Regions from separate parts of the Triticum aestivum genome. Here region 1 is linked to region 2. The links are chromatin contacts, called in public Hi-C maps. All regions are on one chromosome and are shown on one strand. Each heading gives the region's core, a stretch centred on a gene start, on an enhancer-like site or on the middle of the called end of the contact. The rest is flanking DNA. Distances are from core to core; before and after follow the strand shown. Region 1 holds the start of LOC123092953 (protein OBERON 4). Region 2 holds the start of LOC123092952 (sugar transport protein MST4).

Region 1 (6,987 bases), core at 4,291-6,790, 160 kb after region 2:
TCAAATAGGAAATGAAAGTGCAAAGTAGCTGCATTGTGATAACTCTCTGAATCAACAGGCCATGCTATTACTGATAGCAGATGGTATGTTCTTAATAAGAATAGAACTCAATGATAGGTCCACTAATTTAGTAGCTGAACCTTCGAAGAGAATCAGTTACTTTATTTTGTCCATTTCACAGAAACTTACATCCGGAAAACAGAACTCATGCATGTAAGTAGTTATTCAAAAATAAGCATCAACAACTAAAGTTAATTGTTCATAATTTTACCCATGTGAATGGTGCACAAAATATAGGAGCTGATAACATGTAAAACTTGTGTAGATATGTCAGCTTCAAAAATTGGATGTATTATCAAAGGAAGATACTGGGTAACATTTGAGAATAAATAATCTTACTGTATGGTAGTCTCAGCATCATCAAGGGAATATACCATGAAAGATTTATAACTTACACAATATGGAGTCTGCCTTCACTAAGCTCAGCAAGTTTGGTATCTGCAACTAAACACGGGCAGTAACCTCGTTTATGTGCTTAGATTCTGTTTTGTTGCCTCCATTTTCAACAATAACTCCCTAATGTTATCTTTCATCCTCGTTTTCATGCTGAGAAATTGATGGTACGATCTCTCAATGACTTGAAGTTCTTCAATGTTTTGCTTGCGCCTCTCTTGCAACTCATTTATGTGGAGTTCAGACATTTGAGTAGCATAATGTTCTTCAATGCGTGCATATTTTACCATCACGATATTTTTCAGACTCTCGGCTTCTTTACGTGCTTCATTGGCACGTTCCTGGTACATATTTGCTTCAGCCTGCTTTAACCTCACTAGACCATCCAGTTCATCAGAAACTGGCTTATTATTGACCACCTGAAATCCAGTTTCAGCTATTTTTCTAGGCATTGATTGGCTCCCAGTAGTAGAAACAACACCTGCTTTTTGTAGGAACGGGACTCCTTCTAAGGTAACTGATGGTAACCATGTTGCCGTTCGACTCGAACTAGGAATCCCATTTATTCCTTCAGCAATGCTGCATGGAATGCCCTTTAGTGGCACTAATGGACCACTGCCCATGTTAGGATTGTCATCTGGAATTAGAAACAGAGTGTTAGCAAGATATAATTTGCCGATCAATCATAGCTTGCACTCGTATTTACACCAGTTTTGAAAGCATGGACCACAAAATCTGTAGTACTGGAGAATCCTTAATGAGAAAGCCTACAAGCTGGGTAACTGTTAATCTGTTATTGGTTTGAAGATCAAGCACGGTTGACGTTAACATGGTTACTAGTCTTATATGTCTAGAAATATATAAGTAAAAGCAAGAACTGAACAAGCATGGAGTGTTAACTATTATTTCTCACTACTTATGGTAGCGGCTTACCAGAAAAGAATGCAATGACATATTTGATGACTTCAGAATAATAACCCCTGTTTTCCAATTTAATCAGCATCTGCTTGACAAAGTCCCTGACTCTCCTACCCCTTGCATCATCACTTGCAGAGAAGATCCTTTCCACATATTGAAGCTCTCTGATCAGAGCCTCCACCCTCCATTGTTTAGCACATGTTCGGAAGACTTCTTTCACAAAACCATACATCTCTGATGGATGTCCACAAGCACCGCAATGAAACTGCATTTCATTAGTACCATGTGCTCTAGAACCAGCTCCCCCCTTTCGAATAAGGGAGTGGCGTAAGCCACAATCCGTATGGCACCAATGAAGACAGACATCACAGCCAACCCAACTACATGTATTAGATGCCGTGTCAAACTTCAAGCAGACAATGCACATGCAAGAACTACAGAAACCATTCTTCTGCTTACAAATTTTACAATCACAATCAACCACTGGTAGAATGCTTTGGCATGAGAGATTGCGGCATTTCAAGTTCAAAAAAATGTCAACCAAATCAGGTGTAGCAATGCTATTGCTTTTCTTTAAAAAATCTGGAAGACCCGTCCTTATAGCAACAAGTATCTCCAACAGCACCCGTGGACACCTTTGCAGTATTTCACTATTCAAGTCTGATCGTTTTTTAAGTGCCTCCTGCAACGCTACTATTTGTCCTCTTTTATCAGCATTAATTATGATCTCAGAAATGGCCTCCCTCAAATATGCTCTAGAATTGCCTGTCATCTCTTGAAGCATCCTTCCAGTATAATTCAGAGGGTCTGAAACAATCTTGGAAATAACCCTCTCAACAACACCAGCACCATTCAGAACAAGCTGTTCCTCATGCTGCAGCTCACCCCTTGAAAGACTGCTGCTACTTCTCTCTCTTGTGAGCTGCCTCCTATGTCTACTATGTCCCAATCCAGCATCAAGCGAACCATGATTATGTGCTGTCGACAGGACTGGCGATAGCCCATTGTTCTGCATGTTCACACCAACCAAAGTGGTATCTGACAAATGACCATTTTGGAGTGCTTTCTGAAGTAGCGGGGTAGGGTTCCCTTTCTCAGTAGATATGTTTGAGGACAACTCTACTTGCCATCCTGTGCTGTTGCTCACCTGATCAACTCCTTGAAACAAAGGTTTACTGCCTACTGAATGCTCACAATTGTCCAATGACCGTTGAGTATGTGAGAAACTAGGGTTGCGAACAAATGCTTGAGAATTGGTCAATGATACAGAAGCTGTTATTCCATCTGAATTTGTGCAGAATGATGATGATGACGACGACAACTGAGAGCATGGTCCATGGGCTACAGAATCAGGTCTGGGAACAAAACTTTTGAATTCAGGATCCTGTAAACCACCTGACAAGCTTAGTGAAAGATCAAGTCTCCCTATCTTGAGTGTGTCATCTTCCTGCTTTCCGGAAGTAGTGCTTGTAGATTTCCATGCTTCTTTTTGGTCTGTGTCAGGCTGCAATCCTATGTCAAAACCTCTCCCCACTAAAGTACCACCACCTGCCTTATTAAGGACATCAAATGCTATACCCTTTCCTTTATCCTCAGCCCTTGGCTTCTCCATAATCAGATCCAAAGTCGTTCCCTCTTCCTCAGTATCCTTAATATGGTCCTTGGATGGCTGAAGGAAAGCACCAGTACCTGCAAGTTTGGCCTCCAGATCAACATGTATTACTTGTTTCGCAACGATTTCATTCTCAACTGCTTCTTCTTTTTCTTCTACAACTTCAGTTTTGTCAAGCGCAACTCTATTTTCACAACCGTACCTCTCGAGTCCCTCTTCCACTGGCTGGGATGCGATAGATTCAGTTGTTTCATCAATCTTCTTGTCTCCAACATTTCCTATTTCAGTTTCTTTAATTTCTTGAGACTCTTGGCACAGAGAAGTCATGACATCTTCCTGGAGCATAGTAGATGAGCTGCTCTTTCCAGCTACGTCAGGCGCATTGGCGGTTAGTTCTTTCGTGGTTACTGTCTCATGCATTGCTTCCTCCAGCATAACGGATGAGTTGCTATCTCCTAGCAAATTAATGGTATTAGCAGTTAGCGGTGTGTCGTCTTCATGCACCACTTCCTTCGGCATACTGAAAGAACTGACCTCTTTTGGCGCATCTGCAATATTGGCAGCTACATCTACATATTTCACTTCCTCCTGCATCGCCCCCTGCAGGATACTGGATGAAGCGCAATTTCCAACACCGCCACCGCCATTGACGTTTCCATCTGTTGCTTCTTTAGGAAGAACTTTCTGCAGCGTAGTCGATGAACTGCCAATCCAAACAATATCATCATCACTAGCAGCCTCGCCTAATGCCATTACTACCTCCTGCAGTGATTCTTTTTGTATGCTGGATGAAGTGCCCTTCTCAACATCATTGACAGCAATGGCAGTTTCAACTTCTGTTGTCACTTCTTCCATGGTAGTCTCCACTTCTTCCATGGTAGCCTCCTTCAGGATACCAGATGAAGTGCTCTGCACACCCACATCAGCAGCGTTGGCACCATCTTGTCGTGTAACCACTGCGTCATGCCGCGCTTCCAGCTGCATAGCGGAGGAAGTGCTCTGTCCACCTTGATCAACAGCACTGGCAGCTTCATCTCCTCCACACACTTTCTCTGTGACATCCGATGCTAATTTCTCATGCTGCGTGTTTGTTACTTTCCCCATGACATCCGATGCTGATTTCTCATGCTGTGCGTTTGCTACTTTCTCTGTGACAACCGATGCTGATTTCTCATGCTGTGTGTTTGCTACTTTCCCTGTGACATCCGATGCCGATTTCTCATGCTGTGTGTTTGCTACTTTCCCTGTGACATCCGATGCTGATTTCTCATGCTGCGTGTTTGTTACTTTCCCTGCTTCTGCAACTGCATCATCGCTGATCTTCCCTTTCTCCTTCCCCAAGTTGTCGGCAGCTTGAGTTCTCAAATCCACTCTTAGTCTCAGCCCAGGAGAATCCACTTTCTTCAACTCGCATCTCTTACTAGTTCCCTTGTCATCAGGACGGCCTGAGTCAACCCACTTCTGATGCTCCGCGGCGGATGGCGGAGGCGGGGCTTTGGCGTCCGGATCTGGCGCGACTTCCCCTTCCTCGATCTCACCGGCGCCGCAGTTGTGCTTCCTCAATTTGTCCCCCTTGGGACCATCTATCCTCCTCCTGGGCTCACTAGGAGACCGGCGAGGGGGCGTAGGCGGCGACGGCGCCTGCCGCCTGGTCGCAGACTTGTGGCCGTCCAAGCCGTGCGGATCCCTCCAGGGGCCACCGGGACGCCGCCACGCCGAGCCGCCGCCGCCGCTGCCGCTGCCGCTCGCATCCCAGCGCGACCGGTCGCGGTCGGCGCGGAACCCCTTGGGGAACTCGCGGCGGAAGCCGGAGAAGCTCTCGGAGCGGTGCATCGCCCGGTCCCCGCCATAGCCCCGCGGTGAGGGGGAGTCCCGGTAGCGGTGGTCGTAGAACCTGCCGCCGCCGAAGCCGGTCCGGCGGTCGAACTCGTCGCTCTCGTACTCCGCGGGGCGGCGGCGCGGCGGCAGCGGGGACGGCGGGCCCCCGCGGTCATAGAACCTCCGCCTGTCGCCGTCCGGGTCATCGTCGTCGACGTAGGACGACCGCTGGCGCTTCATGCCAGATCGGCTCGCCGAGAAGGGTGAGGGGCTGCTGCTGAGGAGAGATAAGGAAGGAGCGGGTGGGCGTGTACGGAGAAATGCGTGCGCGAGGTGGCCGCTGCTGCTCGCGTCGCCTCGGCTTGCGTCCTTCCGGCTCACTCCTCCCCTCTTCCTCCCTCCCCCGGCTCTCGCTCGCTCTCGGCCACTCCCCTCCTAGTCGCGGTCAACGGGCGTCACCCAGATTTGGACCCGGGTCTCAGAGCCGGCCGGCCATGCTTCCTCCTCTCTTTTTTTTTTACCGCCGACGGAGCGCGGTGCAGGAGGCCCGTGGTTTCTGACGCGCGGGAGTCGCTCGGCCGGGGCCCACCTTCGTAGATGGTAGTAAGCGCAGCGGATCCGGCGCCGAACAGGGGACGGGGGCCGGGCGTCGTGGCGCGGTGGCGCGTGGCAGGGCGGGGCGAACGGCGATGGTGGACTCGTGGGGGTGGATGTGGTGGGTTGGTGGCGCGCTGGGGATGCGTCTGGGGCGATGATGGGTCATGTCGTGGAGGCCTCGGGTGGCGTGGTGCGGTGGTCTGATCTCTTATGTGTGAGCCAGAAAGGTCAGCTTTTGACTGGCGTTTGCGTGCAGACGATAGCGTGGGCATCAGCGTCTCCCGACCTCCGCACTGGTGACTTGTCCCGTCGTCCCCGCAAATCCAGATTCCAGTGAAGTGGAGCCAATCGGCCAAGTGGAGCTCTACCACAGACTTCGATTTGATTCGAAGGGGAAAATGGAGTTTGCAATGTTGCGTGCTTCTCCCACCAGATTTCTGAATTTATTAAGAAGGGGTTCTTGATTTTTTTTCTCAAGGTGAGAGCAACTGCGGAGACCGGAGTTTACCAATTGGCAATTGTCAATTGCTTGACGAAAACAACAAGCCACCAGTTTTTCCTCCGTCCGGGGGCTAGTAGAAGCTGACTACTCCTCCACTAGTTTATTCTCTAAAGTTTGCTTGCATTCGGGATTACAGGTTCTCTGTGTTTCTTTAAAACACTACTAGGGAATCATGAGTGGATGTTGAACATGTAATGAAATATTTCATCATCCTTAGAGTATCTACAGCCGGACGCCTCAAACCTCCCTCATATATCCGATCGGATGGCCCGATCAGTGATCGATAAAAAAAGTCAACCACACGGGCGCCTCAAACCGGGCTCAAATGCCCGAGCTGACCGGCACCCTCATATCCAGCCCAAATGTAGGGCGGATACAGAGAGGCCCGGTCGCGACCGGGCGCGTCCGTTGGCGGTGCAAAATACCGTCACATCCCTCGGTAGGGGTCCAAGCGCAGCTGGAAGTCATGAATCGGAGGTCACACGAGGAATTTATCCAGGTTTGGGCCTCCGGAGAGTAATACCCTACGTCGTGCTGGTTTTGATGATTGATAATGGAGGGATACCTCATGGGAGGGATTACAATGGTGAATGAGATTGCTACCGAGAGTTTCCTATATGTGGATAGATGATGAATGAGGATCTTAGACCTCCCTTTGTATAGGCAAGAAAGGTCTAGGGTTACATGGCACATGCGATCTCGGGCGTTGCCGCCCTCTAGTCTTGAAGATCACGAATGTCGTCTTCGCCTCCTAGGGTTTGCTCCTTTTATTGGGCCTAGCAGGCCCCTTGTGTTCGATGAGGCCGGGCTCCCTGGCAATAGTCATCCCCGGTACAGGACCCCATCAATAGCCCCCGAGAGTGGCAGAGGTTGGGGAGGGTGGCCGCAAGACCTCCGGCGGGCTCCCGCACTTGCTTGAAATCTTCTCAAGTTTTCTCCGGGCATGGAGGTCGGACGATGGTCTGCTTGAGCCTCTGGTTCACATGAAGCGCCTTTCGGTGTAGTCAACTGGATTCTTGTTAGGATTCCTATGGATCTTGGGGTGGAGCGGTGATGCCGCTGCGACTGCCGCATTAATTTTTCTACA
Region 2 (6,568 bases), core at 602-3,101:
TGTTTACGTTATCAGTTAGTACCTCAGAGTCAAAGCCCAGCCAGGACCGGACGTGTCTCGGAGAGGTAGTTTCCAGCTTCGCCCGACGGCGACCGGCCGTTGGTTCAGACTTCAGACACACCGAAACGCAAACCAAACCCAGAGATCGTTAGGGAGTTCCTCACGGAAAACCGGTGTTCTTTTTTCAGAGATCATACGGAAAACCGGTGCTGTGCGTACGTGAGACACCCATGCGTGGCGTTGACTGCGTACTCGCAGCATATTTTACTACACTATAAGCATACGGGCAGTGAAAAAGATCCTCACGTAACACGTACGCTGTTGTCGTGGCCCTCTGTGCTGCGCACAGTGTTGTTCTTGTTCGTAAGCTTGCTGAAGTTTCGCAGAAGTCATGGCCTGCCCTGGACAAAAGCTCCGGCTCGCTCGTGTCCCTTTCTGCTTTTGAGAACACGTCGCAGTCGGCCATCGGGTTGAACCAAGGATGCAAATTGCGGCGTCGCACGCCGTTTAAAATTCCCAAACGGGTGGGAGTTCTCGCGTGCAAACCGTGCCGAATTCCTGCATTTGATTTCTTTCGACCATGGGTGTATATTCTTTTCGAGGAAAACCATTTGATTCCCCTGACGGCATTATTCGGGGCCAGGGCTGCAGGGCTTCGGGTGTTGAATATTCAGGCGATAAGATTGGTTGACTTATCATATGACGGTATGAACTACGCAGCATCGGCCGCCGGCCGGTGAGAACGTGCAAATGGGCTTGGGTTGCTGGACATATAAAGATCAAAGCGAAATTCGATTTCGCGCAGATTTGTTATTTGGAGGAGCGACCGGTCGTTACTCGTTTAGCCCACATGCTCTAATCCCACGGCTTACGTTCATTTCCCGTGAGCCTAACGTGGATAATTAGTTGCGTTGTTTAGTCCTAATCCGCGGCGTGTGTTTCCTCTCAGAAGTACGCGAGATCGAACTGATTTACAGAAATAATGGAGAAGTTTAGAATACTAATTTGCAACGTTACCATGTGATGTATCATATCATGTCGACGAGGCTAGCTGGAAGGGAGATTTGATTTAGTCTGCTCTTGGTCGACATCGTGACAGTGGTATATTTATACAGCCGTATGTTGTACCATCGTATCTCGACGAAATCACTAATGTACAAAAGCTATGCATAAACAAGAACCAGTTGGCCAACACCACTTTCCCCTGTGGAAAAGTACACGCACGCATGCACTGTGGTAATCGCCGGCGAACGCCGACCAGGAGTCAAATTTCTTGTGCTTGCATGTACACTGCTATCCACATCGACGAACACATAATTTTCCCAAGCGAATCCATCCCCACGTGACGTATAAATTTCGTTAAAATGGTAACGTTCAAAGTCAAGGTCCTCCATTCACATGAACCAAGCCAGCAACAAGGAAGCTGCGCCCGTTGCTGACACTCCGGAAACTCGGACAGATCGTTCACCGACATGTGGGCCCATCCAGCGATCTCGTTGTCAAGAAGGTCGGCGTCCGATAAGAGAATATCCTCAAGGTTTTCCGTGCTGCTCTCCAGTTTTCTTTTCCAAAAAAGGAGCCCATAAAGGCTTACTACTAGAAGGGTTTGGTTTGGATAAGCCATAATTTGTGGGAGGAACGGAAAAGTCGTCGTGCTTGTGCACGCAGTGGTGCATGCTCTGGCCCGTGGGCCGTGGAGCCGTCCGTTGACTGGGCAGCCAGCGAGCTGCGAGCGAGAGAGCCGTCGTGCGGGCCCCACCGCACGATCGTGGAGGCGACGTGGCCTGATCTGGCCGCTCGGTTGCGTTTGAAATTTCTTAGCGCAGTGGGCTTCCCTCCCTATATATACCCCAGGGACTTGGAGCCTTGTGTCCCATCTCCAATCCCCTTCCTTTGGCTGCTCTCCTCGTGTGGCTCTGCGGAGAAACACTCGCTGCTTGTCTAGCTTCCATTATATCGGCGTAGCTTGACCGGCCGGCTTGCGAGGATGCCGGGCGGAGGGTTCGCTGTGTCGGCGCCGTCCGGCGTGGAGTTCGAGGCCAAGATCACGCCCATCGTCATCATCTCCTGCATCATGGCGGCCACCGGCGGCCTCATGTTCGGCTACGATGTCGGCATCTCAGGTAACCCGATATACTCCTATACTCTACATGTCCATGCAGTTTTTTCCCGCGATCGATCATCTCCCTCCATGCATGTGCGTGCGTTGCGTGCTCCCGTGGTAGCTCTGGAAAATCATGTCAAATCCGCCTCACATGCATGGTTTAGGGTTCCATGCCGTCCTCGTCGATCCGCGCGTATGTTATCCATAATGGAACCACGCATGAAAGAGAGGAGTTTAATTGACTCCATGGCTATGGCGTTTACTTGTGGCTGCCGTCTCTCCTCTTCATATGGCGAAGCAGATAACCACGGATAATTGGAACGAAGTTAATGCAATTGATCCTCCTCATTAACTACCACGCACCGGCCAGCCGATAATTCAAACTCTTTCCTATTTACTCCATTGTGAACACTATCCAGTTTTCTGGCCAGGATCATGCATATATACACGCTCCTGTGCTAGCTGTATGATTCTGTGACTGATACCCCGTATATATAAGAATTAATATTATACTATATTTGGAAGAAAGTAGAGAGTAACTGCTGCCATCTTGCCACCTACTTTGATAGGCTGTTAAGTCAACCCATTTGTACATCTTCAGATCACGTACGTCTGATTCAACAAAGCTGTCTTTTGTGTGGACACGTTGCCTTTTGGTGTAGTGTAGTATTAATGAATTCTTAGTAAAACTAATTAAGAAAATCTTATCCATTTCTTTCACAGCGTCCAGCTCGATTAACAGCCATTTCTAAGATCCAAAAACTGATGGTTTTTGCAGGCGGAGTGACATCGATGGACGATTTCCTGCGTGAGTTCTTCCCGGCGGTGCTGCGCCGGAAGAACCAGGACAAGGAGAGCAACTACTGCAAGTACGACAACCAGGGCCTGCAGCTCTTCACCTCATCGCTCTACCTCGCCGGCCTCACCGCCACCTTCTTCGCCTCCTACACTACCCGCCGCCTCGGCCGCCGCCTCACCATGCTCATCGCCGGCGTCTTCTTCATCATCGGCGTCATCTTCAACGGGGCCGCCCAGAACCTCGCTATGCTTATCATCGGCAGGATCCTGCTCGGCTGCGGCGTCGGTTTCGCCAACCAGGTTAGCACAAATTTCCACCAGCTTCAGAATTGTATATTTTTTTAATACCAGTAAGCAAGGTTACGTACGTGTACGCAGCAACATTTGATATGTACGTACTCCTAGGTAACTTAAGTCAAAAGATCTTGGTAGAAACCGAAGTCAAACATGTAAAGCTAGCGGTGGCTTGTTTGAGAAAAATACTCCCTCCTTTCCGGTTTACAGGGCTCATCTCAATTTTTTCGTTTTTTCAATTTAAAGGGCTCATCTCCATCTCCTATTGAGATTCCAAGGTGCATTAAATCTTTGCATGTAGTAATTAAAAAGGAACTCCCCAATGCATGTAACTTTCATACTCCCTCCGTCCGAGTTTATTAGGCCCGTGGGCAACCGGACGCTGTCCCTATTTACAAGGCCCTTATGCAACCGGAGTATTTTCTCCACGCCTCGTTTCCTTCATTCGCACTTAATAAGGCAACAAATAGCTTGATTTTCCTTTATCAGCTGGCGCATGCGTCCCTCGTATTGGGTACAGCCGCTACATTAAAGTGAGCATGGGGCTGCATGCAGGTAGGTGCGCGCATGCAGCGAGATTTGATTGTTTTGGCAGTTAATTTGGTGCAGAAGCCGAAGTATAATGGTGCTAATTCGAGGGAATTATTAGTTCTGCCTTGGTACCTGTAATTTGGTCTAAGGGCCCAATAAACCCGGACGGAGGGAGTACTCATCTAGTAGTCAAGCATGCATGCACTACAATTAATTCAAATTAATGCATCATTTTAATTTGGGTAGTTTTGTAAAGTACAAGATACATTCCTCCATACATCAAGTGTCTTGGTTGATGAGATTTTAAATTTGAGCCTTATAAACCGAAAAAGAGGGAGTATGTAGTAATAGCACGCATGCGCGAGACATAATTTTCCGTGTCTATGAAAATGACGTAACCCGTGCGCAGTTTCTTCCTCGTTTGCTGGCAATTAGTCACCGTCCACGTCCACGGTAGCATCAAAGAATCTTTGGACCAAAACTAAACCTACTGGTCCTACCAGTTTTTACGTCCAGATTAATGCTCTAGATATGAACTACTGTTGCATTTTATACGTACTAGCTGCAGTACGTATGTAGTAGGAGTACATCGTATCCGTCTCATGTTTCCCGGAATTTAGGGGTCAAACGTACAAACCATGTGGCGGTGCATGACTCGTGTTGGCGCACGAGGACACCTTCCATTGGTGGCATCGCCTCACCTCTCGCGATAAACTTGTTAAGTTCAAGATTCCGATGCTGGCCGCGACTCCAGGCTTAGAAATTACTGGCCCAAATGGTAGGAGAAGCTTGGGCCAACCAACAGGTGATAGGTGTAAGCTTGCAGCTTATCTCGTTGGCTTCTCTTGGTTTTACTAGTCTGCTGGTGTGGCTGCCCTTCTCTTTAGTTGTCCCAAGTTGCTATCAACTTGGACTAGTTGTAGAATATACAAACACAGCGGCTTTGGATTCTTCTGTTTTTGGCTGTCGAAACTTTTATTTTAGTACCGAAATTGCTTCACGGGCGATACTTCCGCACGATCTGTGAACGATTCTTCCTTCACGTCCAAATTTCATGCTTGCACGCACGCCGAATCGCTGTCATGGAGGATCGTTCAGGCATCGGGCGCAAATCTATCATGTGCATAGCAACGCTCTTTTAGTAGCAGCAAGCAGGTGCGGTTGTTCACGTCTAGGCCACACGGGTCGCAATACGAAGCGGGCCTACCTGATAGAGTAGTTCTACATAAACTTAGATGCTTGTTGGACCAAAATTGTATCTTTGATGCTTGACTTGGAGGTGCACTTCGCTTGGACTCTTCGTCGAACACTGAAAAAAAAAAAACAATGTGTCTATGGCCTGTACCTCGTAGCGGGGAGGTTTCTCGATTGAAAATGCCAAGAATTTGTGCGCTAGTGATGCATTAGATTACTACACGGATCAACGCACTGATTGAGCGTCAGTTAGGGATGTCAACCGGGTCCTGTTTAATCCCGTTTAAAGTTCACTTATAATATGATAGTTCAAATAGGTTTTTTGTTTGTTTGAAGAAAATGAAGTATCAAGCTAGCAAAAACTAACTAAACGGAATTGTGGACGCCATTTATTTGCCACCTACATCCCTAGCGTCAGTTTGCAAATTATGCACACACTAACCGACTAACGTACAAAATAATAACATAACGTACTTGTGTATAATAGGAGTATATAAACGCATCTAGACTCAATTATGTAGTACGAAGCAGGCAAGACAGCATGCATGTGTGCCAGAACTGGCTCGAGTAGGAGTAGATCATTAGTCCAACAATATTTTATTACTTAATTCCAACGCTTCTGATTAGACCCGCTGATTAAGAGATTCCGATGGTGATAGGTGGTGCGCTTCTGACACTTTATTTGTACGGTCACTGATTTTCTTGGCAGTAGGAAAGCATGCTAGGTGATTTGTTTTAGCGTAGTCACATGCTAGTAATATCGCAAGAAAAGGGGGAAAAAGGGAAGAGAACCTTCTGGGCCCAATGGGCCTCGTTAAGGCCGTCTGCATTTGACGACCCATTTCGTGATTTCACCGCCTCTTAAATAAAAAACTCTAACGAAACGAACAACTGTGGTGCAGGCCGTTCCCCTGTTCCTGTCTGAGATCGCGCCGACGAGGATCCGCGGCGGGCTCAACATCCTGTTCCAGTTGAACGTGACCATCGGCATCCTGTTCGCAAACCTGGTCAACTACGGCACCAGCAAGATCCACCCGTGGGGCTGGCGGCTGTCGCTGTCGCTGGCTGGCATCCCGGCGGCGATGCTCACCCTGGGCGCGCTCTTCGTCACCGACACCCCCAACAGCCTCATCGAGCGCGGCCACCTGGAGGAGGGCAAGGCGGTGCTCAAGCGGATCCGCGGCACCGACAACGTGGAGCCGGAGTTCAACGAGATCGTGGAGGCAAGCCGCATCGCGCAGGAGGTGAAGCACCCGTTCCGGAACCTGCTCCAGCGCCGCAACCGCCCCCAGCTGGTCATCGCCGTGCTGCTCCAGATCTTCCAGCAGTTCACGGGGATCAACGCCATCATGTTCTACGCCCCCGTGCTGTTCAACACGCTGGGGTTCAAGAGCGACGCGTCGCTCTACTCGGCGGTGATCACGGGCGCCGTCAACGTGCTGGCCACGCTGGTGTCGGTGTACGCCGTGGACCGCGCCGGGCGGCGGGCGCTGCTGCTGGAGGCCGGCGTGCAGATGTTCCTGTCGCAGGTGGTGATCGCCGTGGTGCTGGGCATCAAGGTGACGGACAAGTCGGACAACCTGGGCCACGGGTGGGCCATCCTGGTGGTGGTCATGGTGTGCACCTACGTGGCCTCCTTCGCCTGGT

What was found. Hi-C and Micro-C count contacts between places; a contact is called where the count stands out from the background.
Region 1: a contact with region 2 is called in a Hi-C map of leaf, with 2.8 times the contacts expected there. The contact joins the promoter of LOC123092953 here to the promoter of LOC123092952 in region 2. A contact is called at or near these places in 3 of 5 Hi-C or Micro-C datasets (all in leaf).

The regions. Positions count from the first base shown.
Region 1 is chr4B:504,267,057-504,274,043 of IWGSC CS RefSeq v2.1, forward strand. It overlaps LOC123092953 (protein OBERON 4), which reads right to left and starts at 5,541. Exons shown (of 4, transcript XM_044514816.1): 1 at 1,716-5,541; 2 at 1,387-1,652; 3 at 456-1,090. The coding sequence starts at 5,041. The coding sequence ends at 528.
Region 2 is chr4B:504,113,603-504,120,170 of IWGSC CS RefSeq v2.1, forward strand. LOC123092952 (sugar transport protein MST4) reads left to right here and starts at 1,852. Exons shown (of 3, transcript XM_044514814.1): 1 at 1,852-2,123; 2 at 2,883-3,202; 3 at 5,824-6,568. The coding sequence starts at 1,988.